Regions from separate parts of the Zea mays genome. Here region 2 is linked to region 1. A link is a contact called in public Hi-C data. All regions are on one chromosome and are shown on one strand. Each heading gives the region's core, a stretch centred on a gene start, on an enhancer-like site or on the middle of the called end of the contact. The rest is flanking DNA. Distances are from core to core; before and after follow the strand shown.

The links. A called contact is a pair of places that touch in the nucleus more often than the background predicts.
Region 2: a contact with region 1 is called in a Hi-C map of leaf, with 4 times the contacts expected there. The contact joins the promoter of LOC107604626 here to the promoter of LOC100501848 in region 1. A contact is called at or near these places in 9 of 25 Hi-C or Micro-C datasets (bundle sheath, ear, endosperm and 4 more).

What each region holds. Positions count from the first base shown.
Region 1 is chr7:114,101,501-114,104,895 of Zm-B73-REFERENCE-NAM-5.0, reverse strand. LOC100501848 (putative cytochrome P450 superfamily protein) reads left to right here and starts at 1,563. Exons shown (of 5, transcript NM_001196496.1): 1 at 1,563-1,878; 2 at 2,007-2,239; 3 at 2,382-2,641; 4 at 3,115-3,395. The coding sequence starts at 1,599.
Region 2 is chr7:113,945,653-113,949,083 of Zm-B73-REFERENCE-NAM-5.0, reverse strand. LOC107604626 reads left to right here and starts at 1,275. Exons shown (of 2, transcript NM_001323503.1): 1 at 1,275-2,062. The coding sequence starts at 1,409. LOC100501866 reads right to left here and starts at 2,375. Exons shown (of 2, transcript NM_001196507.2): 1 at 1,322-2,375; 2 at 122-406. The coding sequence starts at 2,074. The coding sequence ends at 374.

The DNA of each region.
Region 1 (3,395 bases), core at 314-2,813:
ATTAGGTATCCATGTGATTGACGCTTTAGAAAAAAATCATCTAGAATACCTTATAATTTGGTATAATTTTAAATACTCTAGGGCATGTTGGATCCAAAGTGCTAAAGTTTATCGCTACATTTTTTTATTAAACTTTAGCACTTAGAGATTCAAACACGAATGCTAAAAGGTACTATAAATATAAAGTGTTAAACTTTAGCACCTATTATATTACCACATAAGGTGCTAAAGTTTAGCATACGTGGGATCCAAACGGGCCCTTAATAGCTTATATCATACTCCCTCTGCTCCAATGTATAATTTCTTAGGTTTTTTTCAAATTTGAGTGGTTCTTCTTATTCAAAAAAGAAAGAAAAAAAAGAAAAAAATCGAAGACATACTTAAAATATATTATAAGCTAAACGATATTACAGAAAAAACTAGTAATAATTAAGTTTTTTTAATAAAATGAGTCGGCCAAACTTTATGTAAAAAAGAAGGAAAAATTTCTAGTATGCCATCAGATTTTATACTCATTCTTTGTGTGCCACTGAGTGACATATAGGTATATTTTTGTGTGTATGATATGTGAGGCCAGTGGCACACAAGTAACGAGTATATTTTCCGATGACATATAAGGAATTGGCTCAAAAAGAATGAAGGGAGTATTATCTAAGATGTCCATCACTCATAACAATTTATGGCTTAGATATTTATGTAACAATTACGTTATGGGTACGTATTACCGTTATCGATAGGCGCACAAACACGTAGTGTGTTTCTATAATACAATCAGACATGCATATGCCATAAATTTGGATCATAAATAATACAAGAAGACAAGGGCATTGTGGGAAGTAAAAAAGACAGACGGAACAATCACTTTGCTTTTTAAACGTCATGGTGTGTAATATATATTCTCCATCCTGTAATATAATCCATCTTTAATTTTTTTAAGACAAAGTAAAATAATACTTAAATGACATGTATACCATTGATTGAACACAATTAATGAGATTCTTCAAAAATCATGGTTTTCTTTTTAATAACCTTTCTCAAATACGAACAATCTCAATATAAGTTTTGAATGGCGCAATGCATTCTGTTTTATGATGGATAGAGTATATAGATATAGATATAGATATTTATAGATAGAGGGAGATATAGATGGTGGGGGTAGGACAAAATATGCATAAACTGGGCAGGCTCTCGCTTTTGTTTTTCTCTGCCTATATTACCCTTCTTGTCTAGGGAAAAAAATAAAGGGAACCCAAACTGGCAAAAGTTCAATGTTTTACCAAAGTTTTAGCAATGAAATTAAATAGGGAGCCAAGTACGGAAAGGCATTTGACGAAATATGGTATATAATTATATGCTTTCAAATCTATCCCAAAAATAAATGAAGAAACGTCGATTATTTTTGTAGGGAGATTTTAGTGTTTATATACTAGTGTATATATATAGTACCAAATCTCGCTCCTCTGGAGTCTGGACCAGCCTGACAGTTGTGCCTATATATAGCCCACAGAACCGAGCGCAAATCTGCATTGCCCGCCGCCGCCGCCGCTAGCTGGACGGTATCACCGGCCCCCAAATCTTTCTGACTCTCTCCTCCTTCAATGGCGTTCGTGACGCTCATGGCGTTGGCGTCCCCTGTCCTGCTACTGCTCCTGAGGGCGGCATGGGTCGCCCTGTCCTGCTACATCCTGACGCCGCTGAGAATCCGCCGGATCATGGCCCGGCAGGGCGTGCACGGGCCCCCGCCGCGCCCGCTCATCGGCAACCTCCGCGACGTGTCGGCGCTCATGGCGCAGGCCACCGCCGACGACATGCCGGCCCTGAGCCACGACATCGTCGGCCGCCTCATGCCGCACTACGTGCTCTGGTCCAGGACGTACGGTGAGTCCGGGACGGCTAGGACGTACGGGAGGCGTCGCCGCGGCATTGCGCTGCGCCGTTGACCCCGGCCCTTGTACGACGGTGCATGGAATGTTCCCGTAACGCGTCCGTCCGTGCGTGCGCTGCAGGGAAGCTGTTCGTGTACTGGTACGGGAGCGAGCCGCGCCTGTGCCTGACGGACGCGGCGCAGATCAAGGAGTTCCTCTCGTCCAAGTACGCGGCGAACGCCACGGGCAAGTCGTGGCTGCAGCGCCAGGGCACCAGGCACTTCATCGGCCGGGGAGTCCTCATGGCCAACGGCGCGCACTGGTCGCACCAGCGCCACGTCGTCGCGCCGGCGTTCATGCCCGACAAGCTGAAGGTGCCGCCGCCGCCATTTACATTCTTTCTCTGTCCCGTTTCCTTTTCTTTCTTTTTATTTCGTTCGTTCATTCCTTCTTGCTTTCTTTTTTTTTCTCATGGACTGGACGTGTTGGTCGCTGACGTCACCGGGCGTATTGCAGGGACGCGTGGGTCACATGGTGGAGTGCACGAAGCAGACGATCCGGGCGCTTCAGGATGCAGCGTCGGCGCCGTCGTCTGGCGGCGGGCGGCGTCGCGAGGTGGAGATCTGCGGGTACATGACTCGGCTCACGGGCGACATCATCTCGCGCACCGAGTTCGACACGAGCTATGATACCGGAAAGCTCATCTTCCATCTCCTCGAGGACCTGCAGCGCCTCACCGCGAGCTCCAGCCGCCACCTCTGGATCCCCGGCAGCCAGTGAGTGATTCCTTCTTCCCTAGTCCCCCTCGATGCCGGCCGCCGGCCGCCGGCCCGACGGTCATCTTTGTCTCGTAACGCGCGCACCTACGCACCCACTGTCTTGCCTGGCCTTTGTCGCTACCCCTGTCCCTGTCCATGCCCTCATCTGCTCGATCATGCAGGCCTGCGACCCCGAAATAACCATAATAAGCTAGCTACTGTAATTAACTACCCTAATCATGCTTAAGCGATCGAATAATCAATAGTGTCCGTTTCCATTTGGACACTGGCATGGCACGCACACGCACTGAACCGAGCCCGAGGCATCGGCCTGTTTGATGCCTCGACTCGGAAACGATTCCATCGTCACCCACACACTCCCATTGCCGTACGCCTGTCACCAGTAAACAACTTTTTGGACGCGCACAGTACCTGGTGTTGGTGTTGACGTACGTGCGTGTGTCTGAGACTGTCTGGACGTCGCTGTGCAGGTACTTCCCGAGCAAGTACAGAAGAGAGATCAGGCGGCTGAACGGTGAGCTGGAGGCCGTGCTGACGGAGTCCATCGGGCGGCGCCGGGAGATCGCCGACGAGGGCCGCACGACGTCGGCCTACGGCCGGGGCCTGCTGGCCATGCTGCTGGCCGAGATGGAAAAGAAGAAGGACGTGGCGGCGGCGGAGCGGTTCAGCTACGACCTGCAGCTGGTTATCGACGAGTGCAAGACGTTCTTCTTCGCGGGGCACGACACGTCGGCGCTGCTGCTCACCTGGG
Region 2 (3,431 bases), core at 26-2,525, 160 kb after region 1:
AAAATCAACGGTATCATATATTTATGAACAGAGTGAGTACTGCTATATTAGTATATATTATTCCGGTGTGTATGGTTTTAGATCTGCTTAAGGCCTGATTTGGTGGTAAGGGATTCCGAGGGAATCCATAAGAAGGAATCCCCTTGTTATTTAAAATTGAATTGTAAGGAGATTTCTCTCCTACAAATCAGCCCTAATTATGTTGATATCGCGATTCGCGCGCGCACACACAACACCGTGCGCGTGTTCCATCATGACTGATGATGATTGCAATAAAGGACGATGATACATGGTACTACGACGTTGGCGATACGGGCGTTGTAGTGGTCGGTTAGTTGCCCAGTCCCGATCTCGATCTTCTCTCGTTTTCCCATCATCGTTTCTGGAAGAAGGCCGTCACTTGTTCCTGAGAAAGAAAAAAGAAAAGAAAAAGGGTGAAATCGGGGGACCGGCCCAGCACTGAAAAAGCACGAAAGGCAAATGAGAAAAAAAGGGAAGTTAATAACAGCGGCAAGAAAAAAAAACCTGGCCGTTTCATATATGCGTGTGTGTACACACTAGGGCATAATCCTCTTCATACCTCTAGAGTCTAGTACGTACCTAACATACGCACCGACCAACCGACCACCGCGCGTATAATTCTGTGTGCATGGTAGCTAGGTGCTGCATATATACGTACAGAACAGGCGAGAGGTCAGCTAAGCTAGCTAAATTTAGGGGCTAAATTTGCGAGCGACCAAACTGATAAAATGAAGTTTTCAGAGGAAACATCGGTGTGCGTGCAATGCAATGCAACGACACACGGAGACCTGGACCAAATGAAGACACGGCCTAGTAGCTAGAATAATCTGCCTTGATCAATCTTAGTTTGCGTAGTTAATTAACTGGTCAAGGAAAACCTACTTATCTTGCTCGAAACCTGGAGGAAGTAAGAAACGGTCGGACCAGCAGTTGCATTGCAGTTGTAGGTAACCAAGACTGACCAGAGAGGGGCTTACACGCACCAAGATACGCGCGGCGCGCGGGAGAACCGGTATTTGTGTGGAAACTTGCGTCGATCGTTGGATCGAGATCCGACGGCTCGGATTTATCAGCAGAGGTTAAGAAAACACGGGCATCCGTTTTCTGTGCCGCATCGCCCATCGGAAGAGACAGGACGATGGAGATTTGTTGGCACCAAACTCGATGGAGAGGCCCCCCAAGGCCCAAGCGCAGCGGACAAGCTTTTATAACTGACCTGCTCGCCTCTCTTTCCTTTCCCTCTCTCTCAGCTAGTCCTCCAAACCCCCACGTACTATACTACGTACGTTATTAACCCCACCTCCCCAGCAGCTAGCATCTCCTCGTCGCTAGCAAAGCAACACCCGAAGGCCTGCGGGCGCGCGGCGTGCGGCCACGCCACCGCGCCATGGGCAACGCTCTGGCGGGCAGGCGGCGCGCGGCCAAGGTGATGACGGTGGACGGCGCCACGTTCCGCTACAAGACCCCCGCGGCGGCGTGCGCGGCGCTGCGCGGCCACCCGGGCCACCAGCTCCTGGAGTCGGAGGAGGTGCGGCGGCTGGGCGTGCGCGCGCGCCCGCTGGACCGCGACGCGCCGCTCAAGCCCGGGAAGCTCTACTTCCTGGTGCAGATCCCCCGCGGCGGCGCCGGGGACGGCGACGACCCGCGCGCGCCGCGCAAGACGTGGTCGGGCGCGCTGCGCGTGGGCGCCCGCGAGCGCCTGGAGGGCCTGATGCTGTCCCGGCGCACCGTCTCGGACGTGTCGTCCATCCTGCCGCCGCCCGCCGCCGCGCGCCTCGCCGCCGCGTCGCCGTCGCCGTCGCCGCCGTCGTCCGTGGAGGTGGGCGCCGACGGCGCGGTGCGGCTGCGCATGCGCCTGCCCAAGGCCGACGTGGCGCGGCTGATGCAGGAGAGCCGGGACCCCGCCGAGGCCGCCGAGCGGATCATGCAGCTGTGCGTGGCCAGGGACCAGGGCGTCGTCGCAGCGCCGCCGCCCTCCGCGCTGATGTCCGGCAAGAACCCGGCGCCGGCGGCGGCTCCAGCGCCGGCGTTGAAGAAAGAGGTGAGTGGGCATGCATGCATGATCCCTTCCCTTGCAACAACAACTCCTCTGATCGAGTTGCAGCTTAAACACACAACTGCAAGGCCACCTATAGAGCTGGTTATAGGGAACAATTAACCAATCATTATCCCGAAGCCGTCCCGTGACACTAGTTGGACTTAGCTAGGAGTAGGACACGGGCAAAACCAAATGCGCAAAGACGACGGCGCATCGCGATCGTGCAACGTACTGTTGCGACGCAAAATCAATAGGAAACTTATGGGCGCTCAGCTCGTTTGGAAATTGGAAGACGACGACAATGGAACGGATCGGATGGGCTGTGGCTTCACTCTCGTGCTCAGCTTTGTTTTTGTAGTAGGTACTCACTGCACTTAACAAATCCAGCGTCGTGCGTGCATGCCAGCCCTCCTTGTACTACATGTCAACTAGATAGCCCAGCGCGTAAGCTTGCTTGCTTGCTAATGGGGTCCACGTCGCATGAGGGCGACCACACGCGTCCGGCTAATCGCCCCTGCATGTGCCTAAGATTCCGCGTCTGTGTTAGACTAACCCCCGTGTCCCCGTCCGAGCCATTGGCAATTTTGCCATTATCATTTGTGGGCTTCGCCAGTATGCCATCGGACCCACAAATCATAGACACAGACGGTCCCACCAGTCATAGACACGGGATGGCATAATAACAGGCAGCCAAATTTGAGAGTGGCAAAACAGCAAATTTCTCGTCCCCGTCCCGTCCGGGCCCCTTGGGATTATCATTCATGTTACGATTGGTGACGAGAGTTCACATGGTCTGGCCCACCCTACCCCCTCCGGCCAGGTGACGTTTTCAGACGTAGGCATGCCATCATCTTCCTCATGTCTTTCATTACTTCTACTGCATGTAATTTTTATTTCACTACGCTTACGAATGGTACATGTATAACGTGGTACGGTGGGGTAAAAGATGAGGCTAGTGTGTGTGGTTGCCAAATAAAAAGACACGTGCACCACTATTTCCAAAGAGATGGGACTGCACATCACGGTGCCTTAAAATAGTGTTTGCTCCTCATCTCCTCTTTGCTTTCCTAGTAATGAAAGGGGCCGCCCTAATAGAGAGTTGGTAGGAGTTATTAGTGAACCCGATTAGTTCAGTCAAATCGCGATAAACAAAACAAATCCTCAAGGGACACGGTCAGTCCTTGCAGCGTTTACTACCTCCTGACGTCGAGCTATATAAGTCGCTATTTAGCAACACGGACAAATTGAAGGACAATCGTGGACTGCAGCTTTGCTTCTTTTTTTTCTTCTTTTTTCTGGTAGCACGACTTTGCTTGGTGTTAGAAAAGGAAGGGAGAGATCGAGTACCGATAATACATAAGATTAGTGATTT